6 separate regions of the Mus musculus genome follow, and all the other regions are linked to region 5. Evidence: chromatin contacts called from public HiChIP or PLAC-seq and capture Hi-C data. All regions are on one chromosome and are shown on one strand. Each heading gives the region's core, a stretch centred on a gene start, on an enhancer-like site or on the middle of the called end of the contact. The rest is flanking DNA. Distances are from core to core; before and after follow the strand shown. Region 1 has its middle 39 kb from the start of P2ry2. Region 2 has its middle 20 kb from the start of P2ry6. Region 3 holds the start of P2ry2 (purinergic receptor P2Y, G-protein coupled 2). Region 4 overlaps Arhgef17 (Rho guanine nucleotide exchange factor (GEF) 17). Region 5 holds the start of Arap1 (ArfGAP with RhoGAP domain, ankyrin repeat and PH domain 1). Region 6 holds the start of P2ry6 (pyrimidinergic receptor P2Y, G-protein coupled, 6).

What was found. HiChIP or PLAC-seq counts read pairs in DNA pulled down with a chosen protein or histone mark. Capture Hi-C pulls out chosen DNA fragments and counts their contacts.
Region 1: a contact with region 5 is called in an H3K4me3 HiChIP or PLAC-seq map of bone marrow-derived macrophages, with 2.8 times the contacts expected there. The contact joins the enhancer-like site here to the promoter of Arap1 in region 5. A contact is called at or near these places in 1 of 39 promoter capture datasets (embryonic stem cells), 5 of 115 datasets of contacts at active chromatin or transcription factors (the HPC-7 cell line, bone marrow-derived macrophages, embryonic hindbrain and 2 more) and 1 of 9 other capture datasets (liver).
Region 2: a FOXA1 HiChIP or PLAC-seq map of pancreatic cancer cells shows a contact between it and region 5. The contact joins the enhancer-like site here to the promoter of Arap1 in region 5. A contact is called at or near these places in 5 of 39 promoter capture datasets (the 3T3-L1 cell line, hippocampal neurons, liver and 2 more), 1 of 484 Hi-C or Micro-C datasets (bone marrow-derived macrophages), 7 of 115 datasets of contacts at active chromatin or transcription factors (the 230-238 cell line, T-cell acute lymphoblastic leukemia, embryonic stem cells and 4 more) and 2 of 9 other capture datasets (embryonic stem cells and liver).
Region 3: an HNF4G HiChIP or PLAC-seq map of pancreatic cancer cells shows a contact between it and region 5. The contact joins the promoter of P2ry2 here to the promoter of Arap1 in region 5. A contact is called at or near these places in 2 of 39 promoter capture datasets (hippocampal neurons and second pharyngeal arch cranial neural crest), 1 of 484 Hi-C or Micro-C datasets (bone marrow-derived macrophages), 10 of 115 datasets of contacts at active chromatin or transcription factors (acute myeloid leukemia, bone marrow-derived macrophages, craniofacial prominence and 5 more) and 4 of 9 other capture datasets (adipose tissue, embryonic stem cells, liver and 1 more).
Region 4: an H3K27ac HiChIP or PLAC-seq map of microglia shows a contact between it and region 5, with 6 times the contacts expected there. The contact joins the enhancer-like site here to the promoter of Arap1 in region 5. A contact is called at or near these places in 4 of 39 promoter capture datasets (the 3T3-L1 cell line, the C10 cell line, hippocampal neurons and 1 more), 1 of 484 Hi-C or Micro-C datasets (bone marrow-derived macrophages), 6 of 115 datasets of contacts at active chromatin or transcription factors (acute myeloid leukemia, embryonic hindbrain, epiblast stem cells and 3 more) and 1 of 9 other capture datasets (embryonic stem cells).
Region 6: a contact with region 5 is called in a capture Hi-C map of macrophages, with 5 times the contacts expected there. The contact joins the promoter of P2ry6 here to the promoter of Arap1 in region 5. A contact is called at or near these places in 4 of 39 promoter capture datasets (the HPC-7 cell line, cranial neural crest, hippocampal neurons and 1 more), 1 of 484 Hi-C or Micro-C datasets (bone marrow-derived macrophages), 7 of 115 datasets of contacts at active chromatin or transcription factors (acute myeloid leukemia, bone marrow-derived macrophages, embryonic stem cells and 3 more) and 3 of 9 other capture datasets (adipose tissue, embryonic stem cells and macrophages).

Annotation. Positions count from the first base shown.
Region 1 is chr7:101,048,770-101,052,599 of GRCm38.p6, reverse strand. No RefSeq gene overlaps it. Among named protein-coding and RNA genes, the nearest start is that of P2ry2, 39 kb to the right of the region's middle. Within about 2 kb of position 1,694, at least 89 of the 459 cell types and tissues checked have an H3K27ac peak or open chromatin away from gene starts, as enhancers often do. A contact at or near this core is called in the HPC-7 cell line and bone marrow-derived macrophages, where this site is marked.
Region 2 is chr7:100,982,541-100,986,304 of GRCm38.p6, reverse strand. No RefSeq gene overlaps it. Among named protein-coding and RNA genes, the nearest start is that of P2ry6, 20 kb to the right of the region's middle. Within about 2 kb of position 1,309, at least 81 of the 459 cell types and tissues checked have an H3K27ac peak or open chromatin away from gene starts, as enhancers often do. A contact at or near this core is called in T-cell acute lymphoblastic leukemia, embryonic stem cells, pancreatic cancer cells and 1 more, where this site is marked.
Region 3 is chr7:101,009,740-101,013,463 of GRCm38.p6, reverse strand. P2ry2 (purinergic receptor P2Y, G-protein coupled 2) reads left to right here and starts at 1,466. Exons shown (of 3, transcript NM_008773.4): 1 at 1,466-1,752.
Region 4 is chr7:100,905,791-100,909,568 of GRCm38.p6, reverse strand. The region is part of intron 1 of Arhgef17 (Rho guanine nucleotide exchange factor (GEF) 17); the gene reads left to right. Among named protein-coding and RNA genes, the nearest start is that of Arhgef17, 24 kb to the left of the region's middle. Within about 2 kb of position 1,253, at least 79 of the 459 cell types and tissues checked have an H3K27ac peak or open chromatin away from gene starts, as enhancers often do. A contact at or near this core is called in bone marrow-derived macrophages, where this site is marked.
Region 5 is chr7:101,346,582-101,350,169 of GRCm38.p6, reverse strand. Arap1 (ArfGAP with RhoGAP domain, ankyrin repeat and PH domain 1) reads right to left here and starts at 2,101. Exons shown (of 34, transcript NM_001040111.1): 1 at 1,971-2,101. Gm35219 (a long non-coding RNA gene) reads left to right here. Exons shown (of 5, transcript XR_003946844.1): 3 at 1-2,323; 4 at 2,432-2,528; 5 at 2,610-3,249. Stard10 (START domain containing 10) reads right to left here. Exons shown (of 7, transcript NM_019990.5): 7 at 3,544-3,588.
Region 6 is chr7:100,961,767-100,965,656 of GRCm38.p6, reverse strand. It overlaps P2ry6 (pyrimidinergic receptor P2Y, G-protein coupled, 6), which reads left to right and starts at 1,291. Exons shown (of 3, transcript NM_183168.2): 1 at 1,291-1,438.

The DNA of each region.
Region 1 (3,830 bases), core at 445-2,944, 300 kb after region 5:
ATATCAATAAAACACACATATATGAATAAGTAAATGTAATTAAAATACTTTTAAAAAACAATTTCAGTATTAAACCCTGTGCTAGCATTTTAATGTCTCTAAACACTTTCCTTTGCACAGCTGTGCATAATTAACTTAGACTCTATCAGTGGAGTTTGATGCTTTCTATTTGTTCCTTTGTTTCAAAACATTTCAAGCACAAGGGAAATGAACAGCATAAGGAGCCCCTACACCCATCTCCTACGTCAACAGTGACTAGCACGACTCTTGCTTCTAAAGCACTGATTCAATAAACATTCTTGGGCAGAAATTTTTGCCCCCATTGTATACTGAATTCAGCTCAGCTTAAATCACTTCCTCAAACCCTTACAATGGCTTTACAAATGGTGTGATGATTCAGACCTGGCTTTGCCCTTGAGGAGCTCCTAGTCTGGTGTGGGAGAGAGACACTGCATTGGAGTGACCAGTAGGGACAGAGGCTGTGTAACGGGAAAGAGCAGGGCCCTATTACCCAGGAGGGTCCTAGTGTGGACGAATTGCCCCCATCCTGGAAGACTAACAGCTTCCCCAGCTCTGCGTTTCTTCCTTTACGCCACATGGTGGCGCCAAAGTCATCTTTCCACCTTTGGCAGCTTAGTGAAGGCTCTCTCGGAAACACTCTCAGAAGGACTGTTCAGTGTCTCTTCTTTGAGTGACCCTGTCTGGTGATGGTCTTCTCGTAGCCCCAGACTTCTCATGTGGTATATGAAGAAGATAGATGTAGTGAATTCTCTGGCATCTGGACTCCCGAGGAGAGTCAGCTCTCTGCAGGAGGCCAGAGGCTCCACTGCCCAGCACATGCTTAAAGAGGACTCAAGGATTCACAGGGGTCTCTATTCTGTCCCAGGAGAAGCTAATGGCCTCTCTGCCCTTTTCACTTTTTACAGAGGTCTATAGGAGTGGCTTTTTATTCTAGCAACACGCATCTATGTAAGGCATGCGGGGGTGGGGGTGGGGGTGGGGGGTCGGGGGTGGGGATCCACCTCCTGAAGCTGCCCCTCAGGAGTTACCAAGTGAGGACAGTTTAAGGGACATATTCTTGATACAGCGGCAAAGTTATGACTGTAGGTGGAGGAAGTGAACATGAGTCACTAGAGACTTCCAGAGGCCAGGCCGGATGTAAGTCCCCAAGGGCATTCGCCTATTGGGCACTAGAAGGATGCTTCTCATATAGCTGAGGGCATTTTGACAAAGAAGAAGGTGGAGTAGGGTATGGGAGGTGGGATGGGGTGTGGGAGGTGGAGGGTGTTTACTTTCCAGAGGGCTTTTGTGGTAAACTAGCTGGCTGCCTCTTCACCCTGGGCCAAGAGGGAAGGGCCAGGGGTGGGATAAGGGGTGTGGCAGAGCCAGACTCCGAGTATCTGTCAGGGTCTGCTTCCCAGGGGCCTTTCTGGGCTGTGACCCTAATACCTCTCCTTGGTCCTCTCCAGAGGACCCTTAACTTAACCCCGTGAGCCAGCCAGGGTACAAGTCACTAGGGGAAGGCAAGGCCAGCCCACACATCCTGAGGGCCTACTGTGTGCCAGGCAGGCCTGGAGTGGAACCCTTCTCTAAACCGAGTTTCTTCCTCATTTCACAGAGAAGGAAGTAGGAAGGAGCTGGCCAGCCGAGGGAGGCCTCAAGCCGGGATGTGTCATCCTCCCTTTCTCCACTCTCCAAGCTTGTTTTCTGAATCACCGTGCATGCGTGACCCTTCCTCATCCTCCCAGGCCTCGCCTCTGCTTCCCTTGTGCATTCCCCAAGGCCACCAAGCTGCGCTGTGCTCTCAAGGTCACGTTCACAAGATGGGTGTGCTGATGGACATTGGTACAAGTGTATATCCCAGCCCTGTCTGCTGCTGATCTGCTCTGTGACCTTGAGCAAGTCGCTCGAAGAGCTCTGAGCTTCAGTTTTGTCTATTCATTGGTGTTGTTAAGAGAATCAAATAAGATACTAAGTATAGTTGAACTTTGTGGCACATGTCTATAATCCAGCACTCAGGAGACCAAGGTGAGAGGATTGTGGGATCTTGCCTGACAAAACCAAAAACCATATCAAAAGAAAGAAAGAGAGAGAGAGAGAGAGAGAGAGAGAGAGAGAGAGAGAGAGAGAGAGAAGGAAAGATGTGTAACATTTTTAATACCTCATCCTGGTATGGTGTTCAATAAAGGTTAGGTTTTGTTAATTTTTCTCCCTTTTTTTCTTCATCACCTTCTTCTTCTTCTTCTTCTTCTTCTTCTTCTTCTTCTTCTTCTTCTTCTTCTTCTTCTTCTTCTTCTTCTTCTTCTTCCTTCTTCTTCTTCTTCTTCTTCTTCTTCTTCTTCTTCTTCTTCTTCTTCTTCTTCTTCTTCTTCTTCTTCTTCTCCTCCTTCTCTTCCTCCTCCTCCTCTTCTTCTTCCTCATCATTGTTGTTTTGTTTTGTCTAGGTTTTGTTGTTGTTGTTGTTTTGCAAGACAGGGTTTCTCAGGGTAGCCCTGGCTGTCCTGGGTGTGTGTGGCAGTGATTGTAAACATGTGCTTTCATGCCTAGCAGAACCTGCACTTCCACAAGCCCCTCCAGCAGTCAGGCAGAGAAGGGAGCAGGTGGAGCTGCTACCCTGGGTAGAGGAAAGGCCCTGACTTTGGGGCTGGTCACTGGTGTCTCCAACCTACTCCCAGGAGACACTTATCTACTCTCGGATCCTCCTACACCCTTGGGAGTTGGTACTAAGGTTTGAGGTTATCTAATTCAGCCTTGAGAGGACTGGTCAGTCCCCTTAACCCTGTCTCAGGAAGACATAAATAGCGATGCTCCTCCCTGGTACCTCCCCAAGCTCTGAAAGGCTGGCGGCTGGAACCCAACTCAAAGCCCAAGGAGCTGGCCAGGGTCCCTCTTGTCCCTCAAGCTCTTTGACCTGTGCCTATAGGAATTTGTGACTCTTGGCACCCAGCATGGTGACAAGTCCCTGCTGAAGCCTTGGCTGGTCTCTCCACTTGAGCTGGGTGAGGACGCCATTCCTGGCACTGTGGGAGTCTACAGCTGGGGCCAGTCCCTGCTCCCTTTGCCTTGGAGCTAATTTTAGGGCCTCCTAGTCCATGCCTCAGCTCAGCCTGGGTCCGTTCCCAGCCTCTCAGCAGTGAGGTCAGTTGGGGTCTCAGAGGATTGAGAAGGCCAGACCCGGCTTTGGCTCAAGAGGTGAAATTAGAATCCTCGTCCTCTGTCCAGCCTCTCCCACCACTGCTTGGGAAGTCACCCTCAGAGCTAACTGGCAGGATGTGACGAGAGCCATCTTTTTCCAGCCAGGGACATGCTCAACTTCTCTGCAAAGAGACAAATGAAACGCTGTTAGAAAGTTACCAGAGATCAGAGAGGTCGGAGCAACGATCCCTGGGAGAACTGATGCCTCCATTCTTCATCTGCCAATCATGCCCGAGAGCCAATCATGGCCGAGCTAGCACTAAAACTCAGGCCTCCCCAGTTGGACTTTACATCCTATGACCTGTGGATGACAGCGCGGAATGAGAGAGAGGGGAAGGGCCTTTTCAGGGGTCCCCCAAATGCCAGCTCAATGAGCAGTTTTTTTCATTCTTTCTTAGGATTCTTTTTGTGACAGTGTAGCCCAGACTGATCTTGAACTCACTATGTAGCCACGAATGACCCTAAACCTTGATCCTTCTGTTCCTACCTCCTGAATAGGTGCGTACCATCATGCCTTGCTTTGTAAGAGGAGTGTATGTATGGAGATTGGGAGGTACAGGGCTCATATAACCCATGGGTGTCACCAATTCTCTATGTAGCAGAAGCCGGCTTTGAACTCCTGATCTTCCTGACTC
Region 2 (3,764 bases), core at 60-2,559, 360 kb after region 5:
TAGTAACAATAATACTATGTGTCATACCTAGTAGCACATGACTTTAATTCCAGCACTCAGGAAGCAGAGGCAGATAGGTTTCTGAGTTCAAGGCAAACTTGATCTACATAGCAAGTTCCAAGTCAGCCAGGGCTATATAGAGAGATTCTGTCTGAGTGAGTAAATAAATAAATAAATAAATAAATAAATAAAAGACAGATAGATTAAGAAAAGGAAAAAGGAAACCTACTATGTATCAGGTGCTTTCAATATACATTGTAAATAAATTGCTAGTGAATAAAAACGGTCACAGATGCTGCCTCTGCCTCTAAAAGGCAGGGGAGCAACAATCAATAATATTAATTGTAAATTATATGGTGTACTAAGAGGGATGACTGTTGTGGGAGGAGAATCCAGAGTGGGAAGGACTGGAAGCGGGGTGGGGGTGGTAGCGATGTTGCTCTTTTCATTTCTTTTCTGAAAAGGTCTGGTACATCCCTGACTGATCCCAAATTTGCCATGTAACCAAGGATAACACTAATATTTGGATGTTCTGCCTCTACCTCCTTAGTTCTGGACTTTACACATGCGCCTCCCATGCCTAGTTTTATGCAGTGCTGGGAACTGGACCAAGGGCTCCGTGCATCTGGACAAACCACTCTACCTACTGAGCATGTCCTCAGCCTAGAATCTGTTTGTTTTTGTTCAGTTGGGACAGGGTCTCTCCTAGACTTGCTTTCCTATAGCTAAGGATGACCTTGAACTTGTGATTCTCCTACACACACACACACACGCACACGTACACACACACACACACACACACACACACACACACACACACACCACCTCTCTGGAAGCGACTACAGACCTGCACCATAGGCAAAGGCCCAGCTTGAACCCAAGATCTTGATGAAGTCTGGTGAGGCCTTACAGCTTATCCACCGCAAGGGGTTGGAAGTTGGGAGGGCGTGAGGAGGAGCCCAAACAGTGAGAAGGCCTCTGGGTTTAAGAGAGGACGCGAAACACAGGGAGGGGAAGGACTCTTGTTATTTCCACTCACAAGCCAGTCCCAGGGCAGCTGGGAGTTGATTTGATCAATGACTTTTTCCTCTTTCCCTGAACTCCCTTATGATGGCCTTTTAATTGGGTCCATTTGTTCCAAGACCATGGGCTGAGCTGAGCAGACGCCAGATTATTTGCCCGTTATTAAGTAGACTAGGAAATGGGCCTCCGTCTTGGCCAGAGAAGTGAGAGCAGCTGAGCGGTGTCCCTGAGGAGGGCAGAGCGCTCTGCACTCAGCACCCTGCCATCCAGGCACTGGTTTTCCAACCCCACCCCCACCCCGCTAGCTTTTGTCTGCAGGCCCCTCCCCTCTACCCTGCCCTCCTGCGAGGGCGGGGTGGGGGTGGGGGGTTGCAGTTAACTGTTGATCACAGTTTTATGATGTTGAAAGTACTGTTCCCAGCCACATCTTACAGAGTCCGGTGACTACATTCTCTTTCTTGTAGAACTTTTTATTTTTTCTAGAGTTAATAATTTCCTAAGGGAGACATAGTCTAAAGACAAAGGGAAGGATAAATAAATCATAACTAATGCTTGTAACTAGATGGCTCAGTGGTTAAGAATGCCTGCTACACAAGCCCAAGGACCTGCCCTTGAGAAACATGCATCTGTAACCCCGGCTCGGTGGGACATGGAGCCAGTGGGATCACTGGCTTGCTGGTGCCAGCCTAGATGCAGTGAGAGACACAGTATTAAGGAAATAAGGCCAAGTAGAATAGATGGAAAGTGATGGTCTCCTGTGGCCTCCTTGTGAAATAGCACATGCACACGCGCGCGCGCGCACACACACACACACACACACACACACACACACACGAAAATAAAAACATCTTTAGGGGCTGGGGACTCAGCTTAGTGAAAGAGTGCCTAGCAAGCATGTGGGCTGCAGTCAGTCTTCAGCGCTGAAATAAATTAAGTTAAAAAAATTTTAAAGGTAAGACCCACAGTGGACTGAGACAGACATAACCAGCTGCTCATAATTCTCTTCCCCTATGAACATAAAATTATATAGATTGCTTTCTCAAAAAACCAATACACGTGCATATATATACATGTATATGTATATGTATATGTATATGTATATGTATATGTATATATTTAAATCTCATGTAATAATTTTTTAAAGATTTGTTTATTTATTATATGTAAGTACACTGTAGCTGTCTTCAGACACTCCAGAAGAGGGCGTCAGATCCTGTTACAGATGGTTGTGAGCCACCATGTGGTTGCTGGGATTTGAACTCCGGACCTTTGGAAGAGCAGCCGGGTGCTCTTATCCACTGAGCCATCTCACCAGCCCCTCATGTAATAATTTTAATGCACTGTATATACTATGTAATGCTTAAATCAAGTGAGGCATATCCTTTCTCCTCCTTCTTCTGTTTGTTTTGTTTTGTTTTGTTTTGTTTTGTTTTGTTTTGTTTTGTTTGAGACAGGGTTTCTCTGTGTAGCCCTGGCTGTCTTTAGAACTCACTCTGTAGACCAGGCTGGCCTTAAACTCTGAGATCTGCCTACTTCTGCCTCCAGAGTGCTGGGATTAAAGTCATGCACTGCCACCACCCAGACCATATCTTTCTTCCTTTTGCCATTTTCACACAGAAAGGGCATTGGATCCTGATTGGGAGTGACAGGCAGTGTGAACCACCAGACACAGAGGATGGGAACCAAACTTGGGCCCTCTGCAAGAGAAACAAGCATTCTCAACAGCTGAGCCATCTCTCCAGACGCTCGCCTAGCTTCTTATAATGGTAGGATATGATAATGTACAGAGAAACTCATGATTACACCCAAAAACAGAGGCCTTAGAGCCTCTGTTACCACAGCATTTGGGAGGCTGAGACTGGAGGATTAGAAGTTCAAGGTTAGCTTGGGCTACAATGTGAATTTGAAACCTACTTGGGGTATATAACAAGACCCTGTCTTAAAATGAAATGTTTAAATAAAAACAAACAAAACCACACAGTACAGTTTTTGATTTGCTAGCATACAAGCACATTTTTCTGCAAAGGGAATTAGAAGGAAGAGGCCTAATATTTCTCCTATTAGAAGTACATTAGAGCAAAAAGTGATGAGAAAAGTCTAGGTTTCTGCTTCTTTGTCTATTTTTCATTGTGAGATGGGGCATCGTGTATCCCAGCTGGCCTATGTAGCAAAAGAGGATGCTGAACCTGTGGTCTTTCTTCCCCGACTTCCCAGGGACTGGAACTGCAGATAGACATCATGAAGCCTGTGGTCTCAGGGCTTGACCCAGAAATTCGTGCAAGGTAGGCAAATGCTCTACTAACTGAGTTATAGCCCCAGATCTTTGGGGTTTTGCTTGTTTGCTTAATGAAGCATAGTTGGAATTTATTATAAGGCATTTTAACAGATTTCATTAATTGTTGAGGGCAGGGTGTGTAAAGCTGCCAGAGGATAGCTATGAATGAAGATCTCTCTCTCTCTCTCTCTCTCTCTCTCTCTCACACACACACACACACACACACACACCTTTATATGAGGGGAGCTTCAGGTTTCCAGGAGCACAGGGCAGACACCTTTACCCCTGAGCCATCTGCCAACCCTTAGCACAGATTTTAAGCATGACGGTTAAGAGAAGATAAACTTTGTTTGTTTTATTTGCTTGTTTTGTTTTGTTTTTCAAGACAGGGTTTCTCTGTGTAGCCCTGGCTGTCCTGGAACTCGCTCTGTAGACCAGGCTGGCCTAGAACTCAGAGATCTGCCTG
Region 3 (3,724 bases), core at 217-2,716, 340 kb after region 5:
AGAAAAAGTGAAGGAAGACTTGAATCTGAGTACTCGGGCTTTACCAGGTCACCTGACATGATGTCATGTACCTTGGGAATGTCGTTTCTTTGGCTATAAAGTAAAGGAATTGGACCACAGCAAGGGTAAAGTCCAAGACTGCCCACTGTCCAGCCTGTGGGTCTTCTAGAGGCTAGGATCCATCCTGGGTCCTAGGGGAAGCAGCAGAAAAAGACCTGACGGCTCAGAAGGGAGATCAGGAAAAGGAAATCCGCTGGGATTTCAATAACCAGAAAGACTTCCCTCACACGAGGACCCTAAAGCCACAAGGGTGGCTGTGGAGAGATCTAGATTTCTGGAAGCTGCCTGCACCAGCTCCCATAGCCAGCAGAGGTTAGACAAGGAGCCTTTGTGTCTGCTCAAAGGCCCCAGGAGGCTGCAGAGAGGCTCAGCCACCCAGCTCTGTGTATTCACCCTTCTCACTCTGGACAGGGCTGCAGATCGGACCCTTTCTGGACCCCTCCAGGGGCTGCGAATGGGACTTTAGTCAGCGGATACACAACTAACAAAGTCTACAGCCCTTGGGCAGAGAGCAAACTCCTCACCATAGGAAAAGGCTTGTTCTGAACTTGTCCGTTTATTTGGCCACCCCAAGACTCCCTGGATGGACACGAAAAGTAGGATCATGGAAGGACTGGCTTCATTTCGCAGAAAATGTGTCTTACAGTGCTAAAGGTGGCCTAGAACTTATACTAACAGATGCCTGAGTCAGAAATGGGAGGGGGCAGACACCCTCTCATTCATCCACCCCTTCACAGGACAGCAGTGAGGTGGCTGGTGTGGTCCTTGCCTTTTTGAGCTCAAACTAGGACAGGAATGGGGTTTGTGACTACAGAAAGTCTTCAGAGCAGGCCAGAGAGAAGAATTGAGGCAGTTCAAGATGAGAGATCAAACTAAACCAGGACTTCATGGACCCGTTAGTGACCTGAACGAAGAGCAAAAGCAGACGGAGGTGGTGAAGCCGGCAAAGATTTCTGCTGGTACCAGCAGTCTGAAAGCACATCCATCTGTCCATCCGTAAGTGACGCGGGATGGGGCAGCAGCGGAGGGAAGGCTGAGGGTCAGTATAAAGGTCCATCGGTGGGCAGTGACAGGAGCCAGGCCAGCACAAAGCAAACCTTGTAAAACTTGGGCGTCGCTGAAAATCGGTGAGCTAAGCAGGTGACCTCTGCTCAGCCAGGACGGTCGCCTTCCGCCTCTCCTTGCTCAACAGCCGTGGCGGACACGCTGACCGGCGGCGACACTGACCGACCGCGTCCCCAAGCGGGTGGCAGACTGGAAGCATCTGTTTAGAAGGGTTGGGGGCGGCTCCGGCGTCTGCCCAGAGTCTGCCCCGCCCTCCTGCTCACAGCCAGGCTATGGGGTGCGGAGCGGGGCGGAGTAGGGCGGGGACCGCGGCGCTTCCAGGCACGTGGGACCCTGCGCCACTCGGCATGGGACTCGGGCACCAGGAACAGCGGCGGCAGCCCTTGGAGGGGACCAGCGCAGCGGGGAGGTGAGAGGTGCTTCCTAGAGGGGAGCGGACACCAAGAGAGGTCGCCAAGTGAGGCCTGGGGACGGGAGCGCCGGTCGAGTCAGCGCCAAACAGGGAGAGCCCATTACGTGACTGTCCCGAGGGCTCGGGCTCCCAGCCCTTGTACTGCGCAAAACTGGGCGGTGAGAGCCGGCTGCCGGTGCGCTGATGAACTTTGTTTCCTCTAGAGCGTGATCTCGGTGAGTGTCATCTTGGTGTGTTTACCAGCATACTGGGGGAATCTGTGTGTTAGTGGGCAAATGCGCACACCCTTAGGGTGTGAGTGACTGAACTTAGTCTGTGTGTACCCCTGGGGCGTAAGTCTGTGGGCTAAGAGACCTGGGAATCCTGGAGACTTCTTGCGCTTGGACTCTTAACTCTCCCCAGAGTCAGTCTGGGTAGCTCACTCGGTGTCAGTGAGGTGTCAGTGAGGAACCGGAGGCAGTGGCAGCAGCGGCGGGGTTGTGGGGTTGGGAGTGGGGGGTGCGGTGGGGTGGGAATGTGGGTTGCTAGTGCAATTTCATATAAGGACAGTTAAGACTTTGATCTGTCTGGAAACTTTTAATCGGGCAGGTGGTGCTGTATGAAGGGTCAGGCAGAAGAAAGACAGTGTTCACCTCACTAGGGCTACAGTGTGTGTGTGTGTGTGTGTGTGTGTGTGTGTGTGTGTGTGTGTGTTACTGATCTCCAGGAGCTAGACCCAAGTGTAGATCCTTCTGGGAACTAGCCTTTCCAGTTTGGAGATTTATAGGGCTAGGTGACTGCTGTGCTCAGAATGGCATCCCTAGAGTCCCTGGGTCAGCAGCCTTGTTTTGGATCAAGTTTGGAATAGTGGCTTTTGAAGATCAGGCTGGGGCGGCAGGGAAGTGGCAATTATCTGTGGGTGGGAGTGGGAGGAAGGAGAGTCTCTGAACAGACTCTACACTGCTGCCAGTGTGGGTCCTGCATGAGGGCTGGGGACAAGCCCTGCTGCGGAGGTCTGCCCCTCTCCTTTTCCATGCTTTGGATACTCCAGAGTTTTGAGGACATGGGCAGGTTGGCATACTGGGTAATCCTCAGAAATGGCTGCCCAGATGCAGAGTGAGGTTGTGGCCTTTCCGGGATCCCTTTTGCCCACCTACCCCAGGCACCAGATGAGCATGTGAGGATGTCACCAAGGCCTCATGGGTGACACCAGGAGTTCTTTAATTTCCTGGCTGTAGTCTTTCTTCTTAATGAGAAGTGCTTATGCTACTATTGGAATGTTGTTGAACTGTTACTTGTTACAGTTTATAAGAATCCCTCATCTTTTCCTCCTAAAGGCCCCATGAGAAAGGAACTATTGCCTTTATTTTGTAGATCAGAAAATAGAGGCTTGGAGAATGTCTTCTCTAAGGTCACAAAGCTACATAAATAAAACCTGGGACTCCGCTTACCTGCCCCAGCTGAGGCCTCCCTGCCCAGGGCCAAAGTTTCAGGATGAGGCAGTGCTACTTATTTCTAGGCTGAGGGGAGTTTGATTTCTCCAGTGTCTCACTCTGTGTCCTGGATGTCAGTCTATGGACCAGGCTGACCCCCAACTCGCGGAGACCTGTCCATAGCCTAACTCTGGAACTCTAGGATTAAAGGCAAGCACCACCATGCCTGGCTGCCCCCAGGAGCCTTTCTTTGGGTCTTTCTTGTGGCCTAATTGCCCAGCTGTTTATGGGATGACCACCATTATCCCCAGGTCTGCTCACAGGACCAGGAAGATCTTGCTGACCTGCTAACTAAGAAGTGCCCTCTGATGCATCTCTTCTCTCTCCTAACTGCCTTCCCTGAGCCTGTCTGTGCACCCTTTAACCTATAGTTTCCTCCTGAGATGCCTTTGGGTCCCTAAGCCATCAGAAGAGCCTAATGGGAAGAACATGGCTGCAAGACCCTCCTTACTCTCTAGAGAAGGTGGTTAGTTATATTATGAAGCCCGGCCATCTCTTTCTCACTTTGTCCTTATTATCTGGCACAGATGGAGCACATAGCAGGTGCCGGGGAGTAGTTGGGAAATGAGCAACCAGGTGCTGTGGGTATTCAGAAGAGAAAGGTCTTGATCCATGAAGAGTCGCTGTAGTGGATCCCCCTGTCCCAAGACAAGGTCTTATGAAGCCTAGGCTGGCCTTGAACTCAGTGTGTAGAATGACCTTAAACTTCTAATCT
Region 4 (3,778 bases), core at 4-2,503, 440 kb after region 5:
GCAGAGCAAACTGGCCTGGTGTGATGACAGAAACTTCTGTCAGGTCTGGGTTGAGCCCGACACACTAGGGTTGATGTAACCACTTGGTAACAGTATACCCTGGAGGGCACGGTCGGAGTAAGGTGAGGTCACAGTATATCCCAGCTACGTGGGTACTTCTGGCCAAGTGAAGAGACCCTAAAACCCTGAGGCCCTACCGGACTATGGTGGTACACGCCTTAATTCCCAGGAGGCTGAGGCAGGCAGAGCTCTGAGTTCGAGGCCAGCCTGGTCAACAGAGCTAGCTCCAGGACAGCCAGGGCTACACAGAGAAACCCTGTCTCTTTAAAACAAACAAACAAAAAAACAAACAAGCAAACAAACAAAAAACCCCTGAGGTCCTGAGACATTCTGTGCTGGGAAGTAATACCATTCGTCCAGCAGAAAGGAATGGCGCCCGCTGAGTGGTGGCAGCTGGCAGCGCACACCTTTTTCCTGACACTTGGAAGGCAGAGGCAAGCAGAACTCTGTGGGAACTGGTCTAGAAAGTGAGTTCCAGGATAGGACAGGGCTACACAGAGAAACCCTGTCTCCAAAAAACCCAAATCACAAAACAAAGAGAGAGAAGGGTGTTGGTGGTGGGGTCTGCCCTACTGCCCTTTCATTTTAGGAGGTTGATCATAGACACCCGTGGCCTCCTCGCTGTGCCTATTCATCCTGCGGACACTTGCTGTCTTTGTCTCTATTCACACCTGTGTGCTGACTGTATGCCCTGGGGAAACGGCTCTAGGCCTTAGTGGTGCCTCCTCTATCCTGGAGCTCCCAGATCTTGTTACTGCCCCCTGGTGCCCGAGGTAGCGTCCTCATAGGTCTGTAGCATAATAAAAAGGATGGACTGATTTGGGAGTCACAACGGGGCAGTTGGTGGGGCAGTTGGCGCCTGCCCTGGCCTGAGGTGAGGTTGGTGAGGGAGGAGATTTAAGGCTCCCTGGAAAAAGCAGAGAATAGATTAAATGGGACTTGACCCAGCCAAGGGCAAGGTGCGTGTGGGGATGGACCCCGTGCTGAGGGCTGGGAGGGCACAGCAGCAGGCGGAACTCGGCCACCTCATTTCCCGGGGCCTTTGGTGGCCTGAGCAGAAGGGTTTCTGGCATTGTCTAAGTGGGGAAGATGGCGTCTTTTGGCTGCGGGCTTTGAGAGTCCCTAGGATTTATACACAGCCCAGTCAGGCCCTGTCCTTTATTCCCTGGGGCACTGGCCTGGGGCCGGCTTGGCCTTTCCCAGGGTGCCTGGCCCAAGGCCCAATGAATCATCTTCCGCCCTACAGGCAAGACACCCCATCTCTATCAACAGTGTACAAATGGAGCCCCCCGCCCCCATGTGCCTGGTCTGAAGAAAGGAGGGAATTGGAGGGGCTGGAATCAAACCCTAGAAACTTCCGTTCCCACGACCCTTCACCCCAGCCTCCCTCCGTACTACCAAGATGGGTGGAGATGGTAGGGAGCCATTCTTTGTAGAACAGCCACTGAGCTGTAGATCTGGCATGTTCCAGGTAGGGAAATAGACACTGAGGAAAGGTATTTACAGCTACATGAAGGTAGGAGTTGAAGTTCAGACCATGTGGGGCCCCGGCCGGCCTGGGTAGCATTCTGAACATGGTTTGGATATTTGAATTTTTAGAGCTGTTAGGGAAAGTCTCCTGGAAGTCAACACATCCTGGGGTTCCAAGCCAAGGCAGGGCACAGTCCTGTGTGCAGGACTGGCAGGGATATCCTAGGAGCCCCTAAAATACAAACTTAGAATACAGATTTGTTAGCATTCTCCTCCAAGGTCTCACACTCAGTTATGCCTGGCTCCTGACCTGTAAAATGGTGGCTACGGGGGAGAAGTGGGCAGAGAGGTTGAGTTCAGAGTGGACTGGCTCATCCGATGCTTTTCACGTCTGCTGAGGTCCGACTTACCCTCCAGCCCCCATCTCCTACTTCTGTTATCTGGGATAAGGAACTTTTCTTTTGAAACCTAGAAGATTCAGCTGTATCCTCTTGAAACTGAAAGGGGTGGAGTGACAGAAAAAAACGAAAAGAAAAAAACCCCACATTAAAAAAAAAAAAATCATGCAGTTAAATTCAAACCACATGCCCTACAATCCCAGTCCTGCAGGCCTCTGCTGCCACCTAGCAGTGCTTGGTGGAAGTGCAGTCCTAGAGCCCCAGCTTCCTCACTTGGGCTTCATCAGCCATGCCTTTCTCCCAGTATGACCTCAGTCACCCTCTGGGAACCTAGTGGGGAATTTAGAACCCTCTTGAACTTTCCCACCTCCTTCATCTGTTTACAGAAGGGGAAACTAAGTCACAGAGCAGGAAGGCCAGCCAATAGGTACATGTTATGTACCCAGTGTATGTCTAGTTTATACTCATTCCTGTTTGGATTATTCTTGTAGTCCTGGGGCAGGCAGACATTGAGACCTCCCTTCTGTTTCCATCTATGTCTTAGCCATCCAGGGAAACGAATACAGCTGTCAGCCCCACTTCCTAATTCAGGGTGCCCCAGGTTTGGCCTGACTTCTTATTTATGTGCCCTGCAACTTAGTGAAGTCTTTCAGCTGCTGATACGCCATTTGCTTGGGGTTAGATCTTAGCCTAGGTCACCCCACTGAAGTTCTCAGTACACATCCTGTAGGAACCGGTGTCTTTCCTAGACCACGGTGCTCCTGGGAGGTCAGAGAGGTGCTCCTGGATTCTGTTACTGTCTTGGCAAAGTATAGATCTGTAGTGTGTTGAAGACTGGACTGGGGAGTTATCACAGGGCACTCAGGGACAGTGTGAGGCCTACATAGGGCTGTGGAGAGAAATTGTACCTCAGGTCCCCATCGAGGACCTCGCAGTGTATGCTCTACCCCAGGTCTGGGATGGGCCAGGAGTGTTGTGGTCAGGGATTTTCTTCTAGGCTGAGAGATGGGCCAGCCGGGTTTAGCCATCAGAAGACAGCCTGGAATCCAGCCAGGAGAGCGAGGGCTACCTCTTGCTTCTTTCACAGCCAATAGATCTCTGTTTTATTTTTTTACTACTGCCCCTGCTGGGGTCCCAACTTGACCCCTCTGGGCCAACAGATGAAATGTGGGTTCATGCAGAAATCAGCCTGGCTTCATTTCTCTGCCAGTAGAGCAAGAGCTCTAGGTCCAAGCACTGCCTCTTCCTGTCTGCAGGGCCCTGGCATCCTTGTCTGCCTCACTGGGCCTCTGTCTCCTTTTCACTGTGAGTTTCATGGTAGTCAGGTGGTGCCTGGGCTAGACTCGTTCCTCTCAGACTTAGCAGTTAATATTGATGTTTGGCTCGGGCCTCGTCTAAGCCGTTAGTTGGAACATCTATACATGGCATGTGGCCCGGGCTCCCTCCCAACATGTAGGCCGGGCTTTATGGCTATGCAGGCTGCCAGGCTTCATGGAGCAAGGTAGTCCCAGGTACTGGGAGGCTGAGTAGGAAAAGTTCAGGACCTGCCACAGCTAGTTCAAGGGTAAACTGGGCAGCTTAGTGAGACCCCTTATCAAAGTTAGAAATCTCTAGAGGAAGCCAGGTGTGGTGACTCGTGCTTTTAGTCCTAGCACTTGGTAAACAGAGTCAGAGGATTTTTGTAAATTACAGCCTAGCCAGGGCTACATAGTGAGACCATCTCTCAAAAATAAATGAGTGCCGGGCGTGGTGGAGCACACCTTTAATCCCAGCACTCGGGAGGCAGAGGCAGGCAGATTTCTAAGTTCAAGGCCAGCCTGGTCTACAAAGTGAGTTCCAGGACAGCCAGG
Region 5 (3,588 bases), core at 852-3,351:
GTCCAGTACCCAGTTCAGGCTTCCAAGAGTTAAGACCCACAGCAAAAGGGGGAGGCAGGGTCAGTGCTGGACAGGCAGGCCCAGAGCCCAGGGCCTGCCTCCCCTCCCCCTCCCCTAGGAACAGAGGCCACTTGTTTGGGCATTGGCGGCTGGCTTTGAGCTCAGCCAAGAGAGTGGAGTGGGGAGGGAGAAGCCCTAGAGAATATTAGAGACAGAGGTCCTAGGCCTGGATCACCACTAGCCAGTGCTAGGCTCTCCGGCTCCCCTTTCCTTCACTCTGACTCTGGGCAGGATTCACACTGGCCTGACTCTTGGTCTGTCCTTGGAACACAATGGCAGGCTAATCATCCCACCCTCGGATGTGGAAAGGGGACTCTGAAAAGGACGGAGTGTGGCAAAGTCAGACAGGGCTTGGTAGCAGTGCTAGAACTCCAGATGCCCATACCCCATCTTCATAGACGTCCATAGAAACCTGCCCTGAGCCTTGCCATTACCCGGAACTGACAACCAGGCTGGAAGGCACTGCAACTTGCAGCCCACATCTGAACCCTGAAGTCTCACAGAACACGGGGACTTGGATGAGGAGGAAACTTGGTGGGGAACACCTTTGCCCAGAAACTGACTCTCCTCTGCATGGTGGGGACCAAATAAGGAGGCCTGAACGTCCAAATGAAACCTGGGGCGTCGGGGCCATCACCTCCTCACAGCCAGCAGTAGCCTGCCTGGGACATCTCACTTGTACCCTATTCCAGTGAGCAAACGGTCACTGGGGAGCAGGGTCCCCAGGCCGGGGTCTAAATAAACTTTAGCCAGGTATAAATCCCAAGGATGGGTTCTCTGCACATCCTCCCTTGCCACCCCTTACAGCCACACCCACATCCCTTGCCTCTCCTCCGGAAGGTTATCAGTATCCCTGCTGTGCGGCACAAGCTCTGCCCTCACCTTGCAGCCAGTCTTAGCAAACAGCCACTTAACTACCAAGGCTCATCCAGGCATCCTCTCCTCCCCAGGTCTGCACCTGTCCACGCCTGTCTCTGGGTTCTGCTGAATTTCTTCTACCCTATAATGACGCTGCTAGGAGCCTAGGCTTCCCTTAGCAGGACAGTCACAACTTTCCAAGTACAGGTTATCAGGGTCCCCTGGACCCAACAGTAGTCAAATCCTTACCTGAGCATCCCCAAGTCTAACCCTGAATCCCGAACCCCCAGTCTAGGCATTAGGGAAGCTTTCCCTAAGACACTGAATTTAGAGAAACATAAGTCAGACAACCTGGCTCCTAATCACCCAGCACCCAAATCTACCCACGGAGATCTGTGTCCAAACACCTACCCGCCTCCTCCCCAAAAGCCCCCATCCCCCGCTGCACTGCAAACCTGCTCTAAGCCCATCCACCCATTCCCAGCCTGACCCCATTCAACGAACACACCCCTTCTTTCCTGGCAACTGGGCCAGGTAAGCTCTAGAGAAACCATGCCCCCATTAACTGGTGGGGAATTGAGGTGCGGAGGACGGAAGTAGCTTGCCCAAGGTTACCAACACCTCAGGTCCAGGGCTAAAGTCCTAAAGCTTTGCGAGGCTGTACCAAAGCCTCAGGTCCACGGCTAAAGTCCTAAAGCTTTGCGAGGCTGTAAGAATGTCCGGGGTAGACTAGGTAGAAGTCTTCATTTCTCAAGTGGGAAAGCCAAGCTGCCTGACGCTACTGGCTCCGGAGCCTGCAAGCCCTAAAGCAGAAGAGCTGACGGCTGAAAGCTGGTGTCCACCAGCTCACTTTCTCTGTCCCTACGAGTCTGGCTAGATGACTTCACCTCCAGAGGCGACCCCACTTCACTTCATCCCCAGGCAAGAGCGCGCACCAGATGACCCCGGGAAAATTGAGCGGGTGGGGGTGGGGGGCTCACCATTCCCTTCTGAGGAATGGGGGCAGTGCAAGCCACAACTGGCGATTGGGAGGTCCCAGCAACCTCACTGACCTGTTTTGAGCGAAGAGAACTCCACGAGGTGGGACTCGGGGTCCCGGTACCGTCTGTCACACGCGGCCGCAGCCAACTCGCGGCAGCGGTCCGGGCGCGCCCACCTCGCTCGGCGCTTCCGCCCGCCCCACGTGACACCGGGGGACGTGAGGGCGGGGAACGGGCAGGGAGCCGGCCGGTCCCGCCCCCAGCCTAGTCCGGATCTTCAATACCCTAGGCAGACCGGACCGCCGGGTTTGTGTCTCTCCTTTATCCTTAGCTTGCTAAGGCTTTGAGGCTCATGTCTAGTCTATCCTGTCCCTGCTGAGACTCCACGGATCCTTGAGTCTCCATGCCTCGACACCCCTGTTCTGGTGAGTCTATCCTCTGGGAGAGGACACACACACAACCATTGGAGGCGGGACAACCACCTTCCCTGGGAGTCCTGTGCACCATTCTTAGTACTCTGCTTCTGTCCCCAGGACTGCATCTCCCTGCAGAAGGCGCTGGGAAAGGCCCACCAGAGTCTGGCAGCTTCTCACCTCCTCCCCAGAGAGATGAAATCCCTAGACTTGGCAGGTATTTCTGGATCCTGAGGCTAGCCTCTGGGACCAGCCAAACCAGGGGCCTTAATTTAGCTGGGCTTCCATTTTTCCATAGGAACAGTGGGCATATTTGGAAGAACAGTCATCAGCAGGGTGGGTCAAGGGGCTTTTGCCCTGAAAGGAGGAAGATGCCCTTTAATCAGAGCCTATTACATGCCTGGTCCAGTGGTGAACAATTTGTTCTGATTAATTAAAAAAAAAAAAAAACTCACACTTGCATAAGGGTAAAAATTATCACCCTAGGTTATAGGTTAGGAAATGAGAGTCTGACATTCTCAGGGTGTTCTCAAAGCCATTATGGGCAGACCTAGGGCTGGATGTTCCAGGTGACAGGGTCCTGTCCAGGCCTCTCCACAGAAACTGTTCTCTGGGAAACACTTGACTGTTAGCCCAGTAAGGTTTTCCACTGGCAGGGCTTTCCAGGAGAGGTGAATAGGGTCAGATCTTGAGTTCTTTCCAGACCCCAAGTTCTTGTGGTGCCAAAAATACCAGAGAAAAGCAGGGCCTAAGACTAACTCTGGGACTCGGCATCCCTTGGACAGCAGAGGCAGCCCAGGCTTCCCTCTAGATCTCAGAGCAGCTAGGCATAAGTGAGGGTTGACACTTGGTCAGGGGACCTCACGATTCCTGTGACCAGCCTAAGGTCTTTAACACTAAGTGCAGTGGAAGTGTCTTCACCAGTACCCACCCCTCCCCCTCCTCCAGTACCCACCCCTCCCCCTCCTCCAGTACCCACACCTCTCCCTCCTCCAGTACACACCCCTCCCCCTCCTCCAGTACCCACCCCCTCCCTCCTCCAGTACCCACACCTCCCCCTCCTCCAGTACCCACACCTCTCCCTCTTCCAGTCCATACCCCCCTCCCTCCTCCAGTACCCACCTCTCTCTCTCCTCCAGTTCACACTGCCTCAACTCAGTTCTGAGGCCTTCAGCCCTAGTCTTTGACCTGTGAGTCCCTCCCCTTCTTTCTGTGATGACAGGAGCCAGTCAGAGTATGCCAGATCAACTGTTTAAAGCTAGCTTGGACCAGAAGTC
Region 6 (3,890 bases), core at 42-2,541, 380 kb after region 5:
CAAATTCAAGCAGAGTTAACCAGTGCCATCTTATCCTTGGGCTAAGGGAAAATGCTTTCTGCCTCTGGGGCTTAGAGTATGAAAAATGGGCTTGGTTGGGAGCCTAGGGGATGGGGCAGGCTAGGACCACCAAGCAAGCTTTGTGTAGGGAATCTTGATCTTCCTACACCTGGAGCTGTGTTAGCTCCCTCACACAACTCCACTGTGAGGCTCTTCTTTCATGTATACATGCCAGGGAAGAGGACCAAGGGACAAGACACCTCTGCCTTGTCTTGGAACCCAGGCAAGGCCCCAGAGCCACCCCTCTGCTGGGGTAGGTCAGAGGGTGTATTTCCTCTTCTGGCCTGCAGAGGGCTTGCAGGCCAGGCTCTGGGCACAAATCAAAGCATTGGCGTTCCGAACTGAAGCAGGGCCCAGGAGCCTGCCTGGCCTTAGCTCCTGGCCTGCTTCCATCCTGTAGGGCTTGAGGTACGGTCTCCTCCAGGCTGGGTGGACTTCTCCAGAGAGAGACAGAAAGTGGTACAGGAAACGGAGACCTAGTAAATCCTAGTTCAGTCCACTTGAGGAGACCCTAACTCTACTCAACACACCTCTCTTGATTTTTCTCTAAAGCTCTCACCTCCGATCAGAGACTTTGCTCTGCACTCTCACTCCTAGTAAATGACACCAGACGAGGAGAAAGGGGATAGGGGATAATCCGATTGACAGGGAGGGGCTGTCCGGGCCAGTCAAGTACCCAGGCAGAGCTATCCATTGCCTTCTGCTGGTCCTGCCCAAGCCCCAGGATGGATGGAGGTTAGGGAGGAAGAGTCACCCCTGTTCTGCCCTTCTTCCAAGCCACCCTCTTTCTGAGGAGCCATTCTTGGTCCCTGGAGAGTGGTGTCTGGACATGCATGGTTGGAGTCACAGACAACAGATTCCTTAATCTTGGGGTCTGGGTCTCTCTTAATGAGCCTTCCAGGCACTGCTGAGAAACCAGGGTAATTGTTCCCTGTGGCAGTAATGAGCAGGAGCCAGGCTCTGTCCAAACTTGAGAGAGGCCAGGAGGGGAGCTGGTGTGTAGCTAGGAGCCTCCCTGTGCCCAGCCCTGGGCCTTGAGTGCTCCCTCCTTCCATCTTCCCAGGAACCCTCAGGCTAAACTGATGGTCCGACGGTCCCCATCGCTAGGCTGAGTGGGCAGAGCTAGGGGTGACTTGCTCCTAGTCCGGCAGTGGCTGACTCAGCCTTGTGCCAGACACTTGAGCAAGATCTCCAGATTGAGGCCTGAGAGACAGTGTCACTTCCCCTCCTGGTAGTCCCAGTTACCTCATCTGCCACCTCCCAGACTCCTGCACTCTGGGGCACAAGAACTGCCTGGTGGCAGGGGCTGCTTCGGGAGTCTAGCTTGCTCCAGTTCTCATGGCTTGCAGGCGGTTGCTGTGTCAGAGGGAGTTTTCAGGTAAGGGTGCTTCCCTCCTCCAGTGTTTGCCCGCTGTGCACACCATTGCAGTCCCGGGCTGGGTGCAGAAGGCTGAGCAGGTGTGGGTGGGTGTGGGGCCTTCTCCCTTCCTCTTATTTCCTCTACCAAGTTCTGCCCAGAACTAGGCTGCACAACACCGGGGGACAAGGCACAGAGGCCTGGAGTGGAGGAGGCAAGGAAATGGGGACCTGACTGTGTCTTGGGTGGGGAGGTGGAATACTGAGGCAGAGGTCAGAGTTTGACTTCTGAATGAAACATGACATTTTTTCCCCTTTCTGGGCCTCAACTTCTTACCTGTGAGTTCAAGTAGCTGAGCATGTGCCTGAGTATTGTCTATGCTAGATGATATAGCATATAAATGTGTTTAATCCCAGCAGAGGTAGGCAATCTCTGTGAGTTCAAGACTAGCCTCTTCTGCATAGTGCATCTCTTGTGTGTTGCAGGTCAGAAAGATCCTATCTCAAAAAAAAAAAAAAAAAAACCCAAAACTCTGTGTGTGTCAAATTTTAGAGAGTAAAGAGGGTCCCTTGGGGAGGGGCTGGGCGGGACTCTCAGAGCTGCTCAGGCGCCTTGGCAGGAACTAGCAGGAAGGATGCTAAAATACAATGTAGCCTGAGGTTAACTCCACTGGGAAAACGGATTCCCTGAGTCCAGGCACTGCTTGTTAAGGGGAAGAAAAGCAGAGTAATTGGATGTATCTGGGAGCAGGGCTAAATCCTTCTGAGGGTTTCTGTTCACATTTGCCTCTGCTGATCCTGACGGAGGAAAGGCAGGCAGGCGCCCCATATTTGGTACTGCTACCTCCGGAACGTACGAAGCTAGCTTTGTACCTGGCGCAGCCTTCCCAGCGCTAGGATTACATGCATGTACCAAGTGCTATGCCTTCCATGGTGCATCTGCATGTGTGTGCAAGACAAAGGTGTGGATGTGTAGTTCGTGAGTGTGTGTAGCTCCAGTGCCAGTGGGAGTTTCTACTGCTGAGACTCCATTTGGCTAGGATGAAGCTCAGCTTGTTGCAAAGCATGTCTGAAGCCCTGGGCTGGATCCTCAGCACTACAAGATACTGGGCATGGCAGTGAGTATCTGTCATGCCCCTACTCAGGATGTAGAAGCAGGAGGATCAGAAATTCAAGGTCATCCTCAGCTACGTAATGAGTTCAAGGCCAGCCTGGAGAAATTTTTTTCTTTCCTTCTTTCTTTTTTTCTTTTCTCTTCTCTTCTCTTCTCTTCTCTTCTCTTCTCTTCTCTTCTCTTCTCTTCTTTCTTTCTTTTTTTCTTTTTTTGGTATATCCTTACTATTTGTTAGTTTACCAGGAAGAGTTGGGGGGTCATAGTCTAGAAACTAACACTAACTATTATCTCTAGCCTGTCCTCTTGCCTCACCCTGGAACTGTTCCTACAGACTTCACTGGGGGGTGGGGGTCCCTATAGGACTGTCTTCAGTGCTGAGAATCTGCCTGGCTCCTCTATGCCACCACCCTCCCTCTGAGTCTCAGAGCTGGCTGGGAACCTCAGTTGTCCCATTGAATCTTTGTGATATTCCAATGTCTTCTGGAGATGCTACTAGTATTCCATTTTACAGACAGGGAGATGGAGGTCTGTGAGGAGAAGTGCCTATCTCAGAATTCATGGAATTCAGCCTGCTGGTGGCAATACTAGACTTCAGTTCCTAAGACCTAACTCGGTTTTCACTGTGGCAGCCTGGCTAATGTGCTGGCTGTCTGGCTGAGTGAACACCTCAATGAAGGAGCAAACAACTCCTTTGATGCAAAGCTGAAAGTGTGTGACTGGGGAGATTGCTCAGAGGTTAAAGTGTTTGCCTTGTAAGTGTAAGGATGGGGGTTCAGATCCCTAGAATCCATGTGAGTGAGGTGGGTCATCTATAATGCCAGAGCACAGGAGGTGAGAACAGGAACAAGCCAGCTAGCTGTGCTACCAAGGTCTGGGCTCAACTGAGCCCATATCAATGAATAAAGTGGAGAGAGCTTGAGGAAGATGCTAGATGCCAAACTCAGGCTTCTGCACACTTGTGCAGCACACACCCAAGTGTCCCCATACATGTGAACATACATGTACATACATTATACAAAAATACACTTGAGGGCTGGCGAGATGGCTTAGTGGTTAAGAGCACCGACTGCTCTTCCGAAGGTCCCGAGTTCAAATCCCAGCAACCACATGGTGGCTCACAACCATCCATAACGAAATCTGATGCCCTCTTCTGGAGTGTCTGAAGACAGCTACAGTGTACTTACATATAATAAATAAATAAATCTTTAAAAAAAAAATACACTTGAGAAAATTGGAAAGTAAAAGAAATCGTGCCCATTAATTTACTGAGTACCCAGGAGGCTGCAAGTGTCTCGGGAAGTACGTTCAGCCAGGATGAGCTGCACACGGGAGAAAATAAGGCATCGCTTTGGCTTAGGCA